Regions from separate parts of the Bicyclus anynana genome. Here region 2 is linked to region 1. A link is a contact called in public Hi-C data. All regions are on one chromosome and are shown on one strand. Each heading gives the region's core, a stretch centred on a gene start, on an enhancer-like site or on the middle of the called end of the contact. The rest is flanking DNA. Distances are from core to core; before and after follow the strand shown.

Region 1 (7,791 bases), core at 2,778-5,277:
ACAGACTTCAAACACGCAGAGAATTGAGAAAATTCTCTGGTATGCAGGTTTCCTCACAATGTTTTTCCTTAACCGTTTGAGACACGTGATATTTAATTTCTTCAAAATGCACGAACTGAAAAGTTGGAGGTGCATGCTTCGGACCGGAATCAAATCCACTGCACTATCAAAGGCTCTTTAATTAATTGTAGCATTTAAAGGAAGGACTCTACTTGCCGAATTTGCTCGGTAGACTCTGCTGCAGTACTGGGAGAGTCAATTCTTATAATCTACAGTCTAGTGGCAATGGAAAGTTTCAGGTTTGCATCCTTCTCAAATGCGTCTATCTTCTTTTTGTCCATTGCTTTTATCGTCAATGCCTCGGAGGGTCGGATCATAGATATTTTAGTATCATTTAGGTTAACACCAAACAATTATAATAAATAAGTTAAAACATCCCCACCAGGAGGAGCTAATATTTGGGAACATAGAGGAGATACACCGATTCCACGAGCGCGTGTTTCTACGCGAGCTCGACAAGTACGAGACAATGCCGGAGGACGTCGGCCACTGCTTCGTGACGTGGGCGCGCGAGTTCGACATGTACGTGTCTTACTGCCGCAACAAGCCCGACAGCAACGCCGCCGTCGTGCAACACGCGGGGGATTACTTTGACAGGTAAAACTGCTTTCATTATGAACTAAAAGGTCCAAATATTATTTAAACGGGTACATACCACGATAAAAGACGAAATTTTTAATGTCGATACTTCAACCCAGTTGCATGGATCGTGTTCACGACGGGACTAAAGTTGCGAGATGTGAAGTGAAATCAGCTGTCGGGAAGATGGTTTCAAACTAGCCAGCGAGTGGAACCCGGTGGTAGAATTGTGCAAACCAATAGGGCGCCGCGAAACGCATAGTAACAAAAGCGATGTCGTGAGTGTGGTTTGCCTAAACAGCCTAAAACGCGAGGTTGTTGAAAAAAGAAAAAGAACAAGAAAGAGGGTAGATCGATTCTGCCCCTAACAGCAGATTTCACTTCGCATCTCGCAACTTCAGTCCCGTCGTGACCACGATCCATGCAACTGGGTCGAAATATCGACATTAAAAATCTCGTCTTTTATCGTGGTATGTACTCGTTTAAATAATATTCATAGTCAACAACCACGAAATAAGTTTAAAATCAATAAAAGATCCAAAGTTGGATGGAGCCCAGGATCAGTCAATGTACCCGGGCGGAAATAAAAGAACATGAAATTTTTATCTACGAATCTACGAATTTACATTAATTCTTTCAAAATAATATTAATGCTCTCCCAAAAAATGCAACACAACAAAAAATGTCAATCGATTTGACGTTTGCTGTCAATTGTCATGTCATAGTTGCTTTAAGGACAATATGGGGTTTTAATATTATTTATTTCCTTTTACTTAGTTAGATATATTCACCTGATTAGATTTCGATGATATCTCTAAATTTTTTAAATTTTAATGATACGTAGTACAAGAGTGGACCTGAAATGGACCATCTCCTTTACTTTACTTTGGCAGGTAAAATTATTTTTTGCTTCAAATTTTCAAAATAAAGTCAAAGACTTATTGTAAAAAAATGGCGCGCGTGTCATACTACAATTTTTGTCAAATCTAACTAAGTGAATCTATATTAATAATCGATTTTGATTTTTCAGAATTTTAATGTGTATGTATTTAACAGGGTACAACGTAAAAAGAAACTGGAGCATCCTTTGGCGGCCTATCTTATAAAGCCGGTGCAAAGGATAACCAAATATCAGCTATTACTAAAAGACCTACAGGCTTGCTGCGCCGAAGGACAAGGAGAGATTAAGGTATGATTAAGAAATTAAATATCACGTGTCTCAAAGGGTGAAGGAAAACATCGTGAGTGAACATGCCTGAGAATTTTCTTAATTCTCTACGTGTGTGATGTCTGCCAATCCGCATTTGGTCAGCGAGGTGGAATAAGGCCTAACCCCTCTCATACTGAGAGAGACTTGTGTTCAACAGTGTTCTGAGTATGGGTTGTTAATGATGATGCTCAAGATCATTGCTAACTTCCAATTAGGAGACATACCATTTAGGATCCAGCATGTTACGTAAAAAAACTTAATGACCTAAAAATAATTAGAATGCTCTTTTAATGTGTGTTTTTGGTTGAAAGCATGCATTTTTTGTAGTAGAAACTTTCTTATGCAACAGCTGTAAATAAACTGAAATTAAACCAGTCGGAAACTAATATCACCAAATTGGATAATTCTTGGTTTTATGTATTTGTTATTGTTAGAACGACGTTTGTGTAATATAGAATTTTTAAAAAATAATAAAAATGTCTAAAAAAACTTTTCTATACTCCCATTCAAACCATTCGTAATTATACTTATAGGGAGCGTAGGAGGTTTTTAGGTTAAGGCAGGGTAGGGGTGAGATAGAAGTAGGGTAAAGTAGATGTAGGGTAGGGATAGGGAAGTGCTCATAATTTTTTTTCCGCACACCGGATTCGCTAGTTATTTAATAAATGACACTAATTTAGACATTGCAAGGGCTCGTTCATTAAATCTGGGCCCAGGATTGGATGAATAATGGTCGGTCTTCTATCGTAAACCTGTAAACAGAAACCTACTGAAAGTGGAAATACCTATGCATTACTAACGCTAACGCTTTTTTAATGCAAAAGGAAAAAAAAAACCATTAGGCTTTTACTCTTACTTTGTTCGATCTGTTTTGGTGTTTCCTTAAAATAACATTACATAAGACAAATCGTTAGGTTTAGCTATACGAGTACCTGCGTCACTTAAACACGTTATCAACTCATGTTTTCAACTCACCTTCAGTGATAAGACTTCGCGATTAGATAAAGGCGGCCCTATCGAGAATTCCCCTCAATATCTTGAAGCAAAAATGTTTACGTGTTAAATTTTCTTGCGACAACTGTACTATTTATTTTTACTGTGTTATTTCTACTAAGACAGGAGAAAATCTCCTGGTGAGTGTATTGACGTATTCGTATGCTATGGTATGACGTGAAAAAGAAGCAATGATGTTTTCTTTTGATTTTTCGTTGCTCAATAATATTTAACAAAAGTTTTATACATTTATCACTAAATACTTGTTACGTCTTGAACTTTATCAATGCAATTTATTATTTATTGTATGTGTATATTTTACCGACTGATTTGCCAGAACACTTATTCGTAGGATTAGGAAGGAAATAGAATGTTGTCCTATTCTGTGTTAGGATTTATTTTAGACACTGGTATACAAAATACTAAAAAACATGTGTGAGTCGGGACTAAAACTGAATAATGTATATTGAAAAGACGATTAGAATACCTATACTTAAGTTCTCATGAACTTATATTTTAGCAAAATATTCGAGTTGGATGTTTTGAGACGCGTTGACGACGTCATCACTTATCTAAAGCTGCACCGGGAATGAGAAGAGGTTTACTGTTACTCATAAAAATACGTAGAACGTTATGATACATTACGATATTATTGCCTTGTTGTGTGTGTGGGGATTTTTTATAATAGGGGAATTTGTTAAGTACATTGTTGAAGTACGAGTAACTTTATCAGGACGTCTGAAAATTGATTTCCAGTTCTTATTCTATTAAAATCTGTACGTTTACTTAGAAATTGTATATTATAATAGGAAATTCTAACTAACTTTACGGTGGAGGTTTTGATATTTTTTTTTTCTAAACTTTCTAATTACACTTACAATATTAATATCAATTACCTCTGAGGTATATTTTAATGTTTCAGTCGATATAATTGAGCACAATTGCTTTATAAAAAGCTTGAGCTTCATTATAATGTCGTCTAGGCACGCCACGTGATATAATGCTATTAGGTTGTCGACGCCCACAACATTGATGGCTTGTCCAATTCCATTTGCTAGTTAAGCCACAAAATCAATGACGAAAAGTTGATTCAAAGTATAAATAAGGGTATTTTTACCCTACGTGTAGACCGGTGACTTATCTACATCCTAATGAGGTTTGGTGTTTTGTGATAACACAAAACCATTACGCATAATCGGTTCGAGAAGTTCACATCACATTAACATTTGCTTGCGTTGAACGTGATGTTTCAAATTAAACTAAACTAGTCCACTGTTTATTTTAAATGAACGATTAGTATTATGGACTAATATTTTCCTCATGATTCATTGCCATGTATCACAGCCGACCCGAGTCCACATTAAGTGCAATATTCCGCTAGTGTAGAACTGAAGTGATTTTTAGTGAAAATATTCAAGACATGTTACGGTTTATGCGTTTGTGTTTTGTGTAGTTTTAATAATGTTGAAGTACATTAATAACTATCGCACGAACAAGATTGGACCCACTTCAAACGATGAAATCGTATGTATAATATTTTTTGTATCATTTTGGATAAATAGGTATGAATTATTCTCGAGTTGTTTACAGGCCTTACGAGTATATAAGAAGATGCGATATTTCTTGCTGTGCATTTTTCAGCGTTTGATTGCCTATATTGTGTTTATATTACATAGTAGAGCAAAGGTTTTGTTCATAAATCATAGCACACCTAAATAAATAAGGTAAATTATTATTTATTATGTACCTGGGTATAACGTTAAATACAGTTAGGTAGGCTGTAGAAGAAGAAAAAAATGTGGTGATTTGAATAAGGTCGTTTGGTATAGCTACTTCATATCTTAAAAAAATCCAACTTCGTAAACAGGGAAATTCGGTAAATAAATATCGGTACACAATGTCACACTGAGTCGAATCTAAAGATAGCTCATATGCCGAAAGGTTTATAAGCAGTGCAGTATCAAACAGTAAAATGTATGAAAATGGTTGAAAGAGTTTATGAAAATCACTATTTATTAAAAACCATCTTTTATAGTTTAAAGTTGTTTAAATTTATTTATATACAATTTTGCCCTAAAAATTACACCATTCCATAGACACCGGCAAGTAAGTTGCAGCATAGAGACAGTTATATGCGCAGGTAGAATTAGAAACATGAGTTTTAAATGCGTGTTTCTTGGTTGTTCAAATGATTGAAAATTTCGTACACGACTGTAATGGCGTCAATGTGTTGCTATAGTTACTCGTAGCATCTCAGTACCGTACATCGCTAACACCCTAAAATGTGGTACTGCATCAGTGGCGTAACGCACCTTGGGGAGGGAGGGGGGTCTGTATCACAAACAATCAATCAAAACATCGTGAGAAAACCTGCATACCAGAGACTTTTCTTAATTCTCTGCGTGTGTGAAGTCTGATCCGTATGGGGCCAGCGTGGCGGACTTTTACTCGCACCAACTTTTGGGCGCACGCTTAGGCAAGGAAATAAGTGAGACTGTGGATATAACATTTTACTAGACTTTTCAACTTACTTTGATACGGTGGTAGCTACGCTCCTGTACTGCGCATAGTTCAACTAACAGGCCGCTTATTAATCTATCGTGACCGCTGAGTAGCGTAGATCTGTTCAAGCGTACATCTTACACGTATGTAACATAACGTATTGTTCACAGGACGGTTTGGAAGTTATGCTGTCCGTACCGAAGAAGGCGAATGACGCGATGCATTTGTCAAACTTAGAAGGCTGCGATGTCCCACTGGACAGCCTCGGTGAGGTGGTGCTACAGGACTCGTTCCAAGTGTGGGACCTTCGGCAGATAATCAAGAAATGTCGCGAAAGAAGAGTCTTCCTCTTCGATCTGCATCTACTCCTCGCCAAGGAGGTCAAAGACACCCACGGGAAAGCTAAATACATATACAAAACTAAATTCATGGTGAGTATCATTAAATCTGCTTCATTTAAAAAAGAACAAAGGCACCCAACAATATATCGGTGGCGGAACTACTTCTGTAATAGTAGAAGCAGTGTAGGCATTTGTGGTTATTCTAACAGAATTCAATGTGACATGTGTTTGTTTAGGCTATGTAGATGCTACTAAACTTGACGTTCATCTGTTTTCATCATAAAAGGTTTTTAAAATAATCTCATCTATATGTTATTATTTATAAATCAAAATCAAAATTCATTTATTTAATGTAGGCTCAGTTAACAAGCACTTTTGATACGTCAGTTGACTATTTGTAAAGCTTCTATCACTGGTTCGGAAGGCAACCTGCCTTCCGAACCAGGCTGCTGAGAAGAAACCGGCATAAAACTCAATAGTTGAAATCAACAGTGTAAAGGTATATACAAATTAGAAAAAAAAAACTCTAGTGTAACAAATAATTTAGCACTGAAAATAAACTTCTAAAATCATTAACAGGGAAATTAAAAAAAATTCTACGTCTGTCTTTCGTTTGTTCACGATAAAATCGCATGATATTGAACGAGTTTTTAACGTAGTCAACTTGTGGAAATAAATCTTGTTATATTTTGAATTGAATTGAGAATATATTCGTGATGAATTTTGCGTGATATCTTCTTAGATTAGCCGTTTAAGAAAGTCATTTATTCCTGGTAAAACGTTTAATTGAACTTTGTGATTTTTGTGAACTTTCTGTTTGAACGATGTACGAAGTGTTCTACTACTGTTGGTTTTATTGCAGACATCGGAGCTAGGCGTGACAGAACATATAGAAGGTGACGAGTGCAAATTCAGTGTATGGACTGGCCGCGAGCCGATGGCCAGCGATTGTCGTATCGTGCTAAAAGCTCCTTCTCTTGACGTCAAACAGACCTGGGTGCGACGCCTTAGGGAAGTCATACAGGTAACATCAATAAGATCAGCCTCTTTGAGGTACTCATACACCCAGACCCAGGATTTTACTACTAGTCCAGTAATAAAATCCTGGGCACGAGGCAGTTAAAAAACATATTCATGCGATATTTTATTTGTTTATTTTCCAAATTGCAGTTTCCCAAAATGTTACACTTATCTCATTCGCAGTTAGTGCACGCATGCTCTCTATATAGGTAAATTCAGACTCCCAACAAATTACATTGTTATATCTGAAAACATGCTTGCACTTCAAGTTTCAACAGATTTCGAGATTTAAAATGATCGTATTAATGTTATGCATACTGTATAAATCTCTTTGTGCAAAAGATAGTAACGAATAGCATATTATTAGACAAGGCGTCTAACATGACTTATAGAATGGTCTTTTAGCAACAATAGTTGCTTCTCCTGTACTACTACAATAAACATTTTAGTCGGCATTATTCTTTTTGTTAAATTTTTAGGATAAACTTTATTATATCATATTGTTGGTTTACAGGAAACATACTTCAGCGGAGCTTTGCAGCAACCGCCTCGGAGTCCTGCTCGCGCCCGCCCTGCTAGTTCACAGCGCTCCAGCAGGTATTATTTTACTATAAACGATTATTTAAATTTAATTTAAATATTATTTTGTATTATTTTTGAATATGTTATCATCATCATAAATAGCAGCCAATGGAAATCTATGTTGGTCAAATTTCTCGTTTAATGGGCTTCTGAACAATGGTTTCGAGCCACCTGGATTTTGAGATCTGTTGACCGCAAACTTATTGAACCGAGTCCCGTAGACTGCATTTCGGACCAACGCATATCTATACTTACTCTGCTCAGAGTCAAATCTGGGCTCTACCATCTGTCTAAAGCGAATCCTTGAGTACTTCGGACACATTGCCAGGAAAGAATTGCCATTGTTAATATCTAAAAACTGATTGTCACTGGCAAAGTAGAAGGAAAGAGGCTGCGAAGCCGAAGCCCGATGCGTTGGTCTGATCAAATCCGCACAACTTGACTCCACAGTCTACAATGCAGTCTGGAGATGGTCAATCAACAGCCTGTGTCCGTCCACTGATG
Region 2 (7,791 bases), core at 1,390-3,889, 99 kb after region 1:
GCTACAGACTCAGATCAATTATAGAAGGACCTGTATCACACTCATAGTCACAAACAAAATTGTCTGTCACTATCTGAGGAAAACGAGCTTAGATTTGGTATATATCTTACACTAAACTAGAAGTTTTTGCCCGTTTTTTACACAATTCAATTACACAGAAAGGTATTTTTACGGAGCTCTTTAACCGACGAACATGATTACAACTATTTAACATCGATACTATAGAGACAATTTTTATAATCGCATTAGATCGTTGATCATATACTTTGACAGAAAAGTAACGTCAAGCGAGGCAGGTCCTATACAATAATTGGTCTGAGGCTACAGAAGACGTCGTTCTTCTAAGACCTAAAAATCTAAGCCTTAGAAAAATGGCTTCATGAAAAATTATAATTGTGGTGAAGGGGACTATGATTTTGATATGTAAATGAAATATACGGTAGAACCCATTATTAACATAGAGTATACAAAAAACTATGGTCATCGATATCAACATTCAATTATGTCAAAATAATGAGATTTTCAAATTTATAAGATTAGTTCAATAAATAAAGCGAATTGACGTAACATGTTACACATTATGGTTTATTGAACTAAACTCTCTGATATTGGACTCCTAATTCGATTTCCTATGAGATTTTATACGTACTCGTATAAAAGATGGTGGTCCATTCTAGACCAAATGTTAAAATTCAAAAATAAACAGAAATATTATTCAAAATAAAAGAATTGAATAAATTTAACTATTGTTCTTGCGCTGTAGCATAGTGCAGGTGACAGTTGCCTGTATGTTGTTCATCAAACTATTATCGTGAATCGCGGCAAATTTTTAAGAGTGAAACGATCTCCGAACCATGCTACTGCGCATGACCTTTAAATAACATGTAAAAACATGAATTATACCATTTTCCTCCCTTTGGCTATTTACATTAAGGGTTATATTCAAAAATCCTTTCTTTAAACCTAAATGTTATATTTTAAAACTATCATAGATTTTTATGTTTAGGTTGTTTTTTGTTGTTAATATCGGTGACTATAGATGCGTATTATAGTTATGTGCATGTTATTATATTATCGTACCATATCTTTAATCATAATAAATATTTTTTATAGCAAACAATAAGGAGCTTTTCCGCAAGCGCACACTTCGACGAAAATCCGTCGTTTACTTAATATTATAATATGTAACCACCTATTTCAAAAGTTTTATCGCAATAATTATACTGCCAATCATTTTAATATTATATTAATAGATAACCATATGTAACCACCTTAACGGACACTATAAGTATATTACACAATGAATATCATAAATTCATGTCCGAATGATGAAAACCTATCAATCAAATTAGATTATGGTAACACAATCTAAACGAAAACTTGTGTCGCAATAATATACTGCCATTCGTTTGTAGTGAAATTATTATATAAAAAAACCACGTAGTTTATCTTTAGTGTTTAAGTACTCTTTGGAATTGATCAGTAGCTATATAGTGATATAATCAATAATTAAATCGCTTTACATCTGTTATTGGATGTAACTGAGAGAGACCAGAGTTGTTCTTCGTTATGCAGCCTTCTGTGATAACTTTTGGAATGTATTCGTGGTCACATCTGCGCACCACGACATGGAAGATATTGCCAAGATCCCCGATCTGACATTAAGCTTACTCGTATTTTCACAAAGATGAAACCTTAGGTTTTCAGTAGCGTCTCATGTGCTTTGAATACCTGCGCCTTTGTAGAGACTTCCTCTGTGACACCAGATGACAAAGGTAACTAAAAAGGGTTACGTATTACGTAGATTAAATTCACATGGTCGATTTTTATATATATATATTGAAGAATATAATTCTGAAACAGTACCAAAGACTTTACTTTACTTAGTGTTTAGACAATTTAAAGCCCCACTAAAAATAACCCTTACCGCAGATGTTACGCGATTACTCGATGACGACTAAATCACACATTTACAGAAGGAATATATAACTCCGTAAGCCGGATCTCGTATTAAATGTAGTAAAAAGAAATTAAAAATAAATTGTTTCGGAGTTCCTTCTCTACAAAGTGAGGATGACTTTTTTATAGTCTATCCCATGGTGTGGGGTATCTTTATCGGTATTTTTTAACATTACATAAGTGGTTAAAGTGCTAACCTAATTTACGGAACCCTACACTGCGCGTGGCCCGACACGCACTTTTCCGGTTGTTTTGGTTACCTTTCTCACCTGGTACTAGCCAAGGTCTATAGCCTGGTACTAGCAAAGCTCTTAATTCTCTGCGTGTGTGAGTCAATCCGCAATGGGCCAGCGAGGCGGACTATTGGCCTAAGCCCTCTCATTCTGAGAGGAGACTCGAGCTCAGCAGTGAGCCGAATATGGGTTGATAACGACTAGCCAAGGTATCTCAAAGCAATTCTACACAAAGACGCAGGTTTTCAAAGCACATGGCACTACTGAAAACCGGGTTTCATCTTAGTGAAAATAAACTGTGTCAGATCGCTCTGGGAACTTACTCTAATAATATACTCGGTACATACGTCATTAACTTAATTGCAGTAAGCATATCAATACTTATTCAGACAACCGGACAAGTTACTTGTGGAGTAACGCAAATCCTGAGAATACGCAGACATGACCACGTGGCTCTTTACTGGCCAACGATAAAGCCGACGCGCGTCTGTAATGTGTGATCGTATGACTACTTACTTACTCATTGAATATAGATACGAAAAAGCTAGATGAAAAAGTTTCAATGCATTAGCATGCTCTACTTTCCCATTTTAATGGAGAAATTTCACAATCACGTTTTCGCCTTGTTATTTCCGATGTAGTGTTGTGATAGTTATCGAAGTACACAAAGTCTGGATAGTATTTAAAGAAATTGATAGATTTAAGAATAATCGTTGTTCATACGCATTTGGTTAGTATTAAGACGTAATACAAGAAGACTGGGAACACGACCTGGGGGTTAATGAACTATTAAATGTAGGCGAAGTGTAAGAGTATGGTGAGATTGAGTTATATAATGGTAAAGTCTTTGAGCGTGTATTCGACAAAATATTATATTAATAAATAATAATTAATCAGTAGTGTCAGCTTTTAAAAATACACGTGCAGTATATTATCTATTAACGTTTTACAAATAAAACTAAATAGTGGATTCGTAGATTTATTTTTGCATTATTATGCAATTGATAGTGGAGCACCTTAACTGCAAACCCAAGTAGTTGTAATTTTTAATCGTGTTTTTATTCTAGTCTTAATAAATAATAACTAATTACCTAAACGGCGTACTTTGCCCTACCATTTCTCAAAAAAAAAAGAATAGTGATTCAGCCGTCGTCCATTTAGTTACGAGTTAATTAATTTAGATTATTAATTTTTAACGAGCGGGGCCAATTTTATTTGTACTGTTGTTTTTCAGTTTCATTGAATACGATAGTTTAAGGTGGAAAGTATTTGGCTAAATGTTGAGGTATAATATGATAATTTTTAAAATTAAGAAGTATGACTGAGTACACAAATGCGATGAATATAGATTTAATTACTTTATATCTACTCTATACAGCAATCGGCAAGAGTGTTTGTGTATTCAGGGAAACGCTATGCTTTCAATGTTAATGATATAATAAATACTTAATTCAGACAGTCGTATGTGAACTAAGTAGTTATTATTTCATTTGCTAAGCTGAAACAAAAGAATACCTTTAAAATATGGTATACAAAATATTTTAAATAGCTCTGTTTGAAATTCCTTGTGAGATTCGATAATGGAGACGTTTCATAATGTATTAACATGGTGAATTGATATTTAAGTAATATACAAATAAATATCAAAACTATTAAAGTTGTGAAAAGAAATTATACCTAAATGAGTCGATAAATTACTGAGAAACACATTATAAAAGCATACAAATTTGTACGTGGACCTATTGTGGCCTTAATCGCCTGAGACATCATATACCTACCTTTCTGTATAATCGTGAAATCTAAGAAACTATTAAGCCTAATTCAAAATTTTAGATTTATTATAGTGTATCAGCGGCGAAGAGTCCATATCGATCGATTTCCGTCGGGTCTCCTTTTAAAACTCCATACATACATATTCATTATGAAAATATACGTATGAGAAACCGAAGTTTGTATCAAGCGGTATGAATTTCCTCTTCTTTGGGTTAGAATTCCATCCTTCGCCACTGTAGTGTATAACTAGTTAGCTACTTCATGGCCACAATTTGTCCGCGTGAAATATCGCAACTTTGAAGCCCCATAAATTTTATAATTTTAGGTGTATAAAGATTCGTTTTACATTAATTTTACTATAATAATTGATGAAATATTAAAGATTTTGGTAAACTTCTCCATCGAGAGAGTGACTAACTAGTAAATCGTGATGTCTTCCACCTGGCATAAAAAAATGATAAATTTTTGTGCAAAATTAACGTAAATAATAATATTAAAAAATGACATTTTTTATACCATTCCGATATCATAATATAAGTTACACAGTTATGTATATATATTACTAGAAAAGTACGTATTTTCTTCAATTATGTATCATTTTATTTTTATGTTAAAGAATTAAATTACCATATTATATTATTTTTGTATTAACGATAGTTACATTTATATTAATAATATTAACTATTATTTGATGAAATTAGCATTATTCAATAGAATTGTAAATTGTTTTTATTAAACTATATTACGGCATCGTTTAGTACTTACTACTATTCGTCTAGTCTGTTAGAATAGCATACACCTAATACTTAATATTTATATTGACTATAGATATGACTTATTCTGTAAAAGCAGTCTATTTCGATTGTTATAAATTACTATCGAGAATGATTGATTGTATTTTCAAAAATATATCTTTTATCTTTCTGCTTGATAAAATATCTCTTGTATATATATTATATTACTATACAATACCTATAAAGTCAGATCATGTATATAGAAGTAACCTTTTAAAAATCACTGTATTACTTATATGTAACACAATTAACCAATAATAAATGTGAATAAAAAATGCTTGTGGTTTTATGCTTATTAGTCCCGCATGCTTATTTTATTAGTTCATTTTTAGTTTTATTTGAGTGAGGCCAGCTTTGAGCCAATTTACACAGAACGCCAATGCAAATGCTATCATGATGTAACGATATAGCTCTTTGCCTGATCACTACTTAGTATCTAATCACAGAATAGTAGAACTAAAAAAATAATACCTTTATTAACGAAAGACTAACCTGAATTAAAATACGTAGCTAATTGCAATTGTAGATTCATTTCACTAACTAAATATCTAATAAAGTAGATGTAACAGAGTGCAGAAGTAATTAAAAGCTGGTCTACTTTAGTCCGTTTTAGTTTGTTTTTGTTTTTATTTAAATGTCCTATTCCCGTCCCGGTAGCGTGGGTGAGGGTTGGTGCGGGCTCCGCAAGACTGAGAGCGTCCCGCCGTCCGTGGGCGGGAGACTGGCGCCGGAGCTCCGCGGTCGCACGCAGCGCCCACATGCCAAGGCCAACACTATCAACCTGCCCTCCAGCGCGCGGGACGACTACAAGAAGGCCTCTGCCAACGTGAGTTCTCGCGGCGCCTATTCTCTATGATCAACATCAACTATACCTATCATACAGCAAGACAGCAATACTGTTTGGCGGCAGATAGTTCGTCTGCCACGTAGAAGTATATATAAAAGATAGTGAGGTTTGTTACAACACTTGTAACTCGAGATCTTCTGGACTGATTTGGCTCAAAATTGGTGAAGAAGTAGCTGAGAGCCAGGAAAAGGAAGGAAGGGGTAGGGTTGAGTAGGGGTATGATACGGTTGGTAGAGGGTGGGAGTATGAAAGGGTAAATGTAGGGTAAGGGTAGAGTAGTGGTAGGGTAGGGGTAGGGTAGGAATAGGACAGGGGTAGGGAATGTGTCAAAGCGAAGCTTGACCGGGTCCGCTAATAGAAGTATAAGTACTACTAGTAAAACTCCTCACTGCAAAACTTCATGATGGCCAATTCTGTTGTCAGTCCAATTGTGGAAGTGGAACAGACAAACTTACATTCACGTTTTTAATTCTACTTAGCTATTATGATCTTTAATGTCCCAGCTTTGAAATTTCAGTGCCTTTCATACACAATAGCCAAAGATTTTATATTAGAAATTGCTTGGAAATTTTATTATCTTATCAATGGGAATTCTTAAAATATAGGAGTGGGGATTTGGAGGATATAATGTTAAATGAATTAACGACTACTACTAGATTTAATAATGACCGGCTGGCACACTGACGTGCTCTCCGAGGCACGGGCGTTTAACAACACCGAAATCCCCCTGACCGAAAAGGACCCTTGACCTTGACCCCTTGAATTGACCCAGGACTTCTCATGACCCCTTAATATCTCCTAGGTTTAAGAACTACTCGTAGACTCAACAACAAAAGGTCAAGGGTCAGCTCTGCCCTGACTGTTATCGGACCCACTGCTAAGGACTACTAGTTGGCGAGGATAGCGAATATTAGTCTTATTTAAAAGATTTGACAAATGTTTTTTTAAACCAAAAATAAACTAGAAACTTCCAAATTCCGAATAACTTTCTTGTATAGAAATCTCTAAACAGAATGGCAAAATTAATACATAATAAAATACATTTTATTTATTTTCGCTTATATGGGAGATTGGTGCACAATACTCCATGGTGATCATTATTAACCAACTATCTAGCACGCAATTACAAGGACTGCCAACATAGAGTTCTTGCGCCCGCTTCAAACTGTTCTATGTATAACAATGTCACTGCAACACCATTTCATGAATCGAACTCAAAGTCAAAATTCTCTCTTCTCATTGGTCGATTCAGTCACGCGATACTCAGCCAATATCGCTTTTAAAAAAAGGGACTTGATCAACCTAGTTCTTCACCTCATTTACAACATTGACACTACATCTACGTTCAACAAGTCATAACTTATAGAAAACGAAATACTCACTCCTCATTGGTCTGTGCGCATGGCGGACATCTAATACCGCTTTAAAGAGAGGGCTTACATACTGGCTGGTTATCTGATTTTTTTTTTATTTACATTAGATTTTGTAATTTTTTTTTCCTAAATTATGTATCAATCCTATTACTGCACCCTTGCGTGTGTAGTTCAAGAATCTGTAAAGAATATATTTGGAATATTTTTGTCAGGTTGAGGCAAAACACTTGGCACTACTTTTTTTTATAAATGAATACACAACATACTTGTAATAACCTGTTAAACATCTTTTAGCTTTGTCACTAACACTTGAGAATGACATTGACAACTGATAACCTGAAGATAAGTTATTCAATCATATAGGAGAGTACCTAACATAATTCAACGAACTCTACATACATTTTTTACTATTAAAAATTGGATGGAACATGGATAACACGTCGCTCAACGTAATCGTTAGCAAGACCTAAACGAATTGCTTATTATTTTTTATTATATGTTACAAACTACAGTTTATTATATTTACGAAAAGCTTCTAAGTTAGCTTCTTCATATTAACGTCCATCCAACCACAAAAATGGTATGTAAGTTCTAAAAAAGAATGCGGCATATAAGACAATCCTAAGAACTAACTTGACTGTGAAGGTTACAATCAGCGCCCAAAGTCAATTTCTTTTGTGAGCTCGCTTCGTGGAATGGTCTACAACGCCTCAGCATACTAATAGTCGTATACCGCTTATTCTACATGAACTTTATCAGTAACTAACTAATAAGGCACAAGAAAGAAGCCGAGCAACTTGTTTGTGTATAAA

What was found. Hi-C and Micro-C count contacts between places; a contact is called where the count stands out from the background.
Region 2: a contact with region 1 is called in a Hi-C map of whole larva, with 2.7 times the contacts expected there. The contact joins two enhancer-like sites. A contact is called at or near these places in 2 of 2 Hi-C or Micro-C datasets (whole body and whole larva).

Annotation. Positions count from the first base shown.
Region 1 is chrZ:5,225,099-5,232,889 of ilBicAnyn1.1, forward strand. LOC112042907 (kalirin) reads left to right here. Exons shown (of 46, transcript XM_052890747.1): 24 at 446-657; 25 at 1,696-1,828; 26 at 5,515-5,775; 27 at 6,548-6,709; 28 at 7,220-7,302. Among protein-coding and RNA genes, the nearest start is that of LOC112042907, 56 kb to the left of the region's middle. Within about 2 kb of position 4,028, at least 1 of the 8 cell types and tissues checked has open chromatin away from gene starts, as enhancers often do.
Region 2 is chrZ:5,325,457-5,333,247 of ilBicAnyn1.1, forward strand. LOC112042907 (kalirin) reads left to right here. Exons shown (of 46, transcript XM_052890747.1): 41 at 5,417-5,585. Among protein-coding and RNA genes, the nearest start is that of LOC112042914, 17 kb to the right of the region's middle. Within about 2 kb of position 2,640, at least 1 of the 8 cell types and tissues checked has open chromatin away from gene starts, as enhancers often do.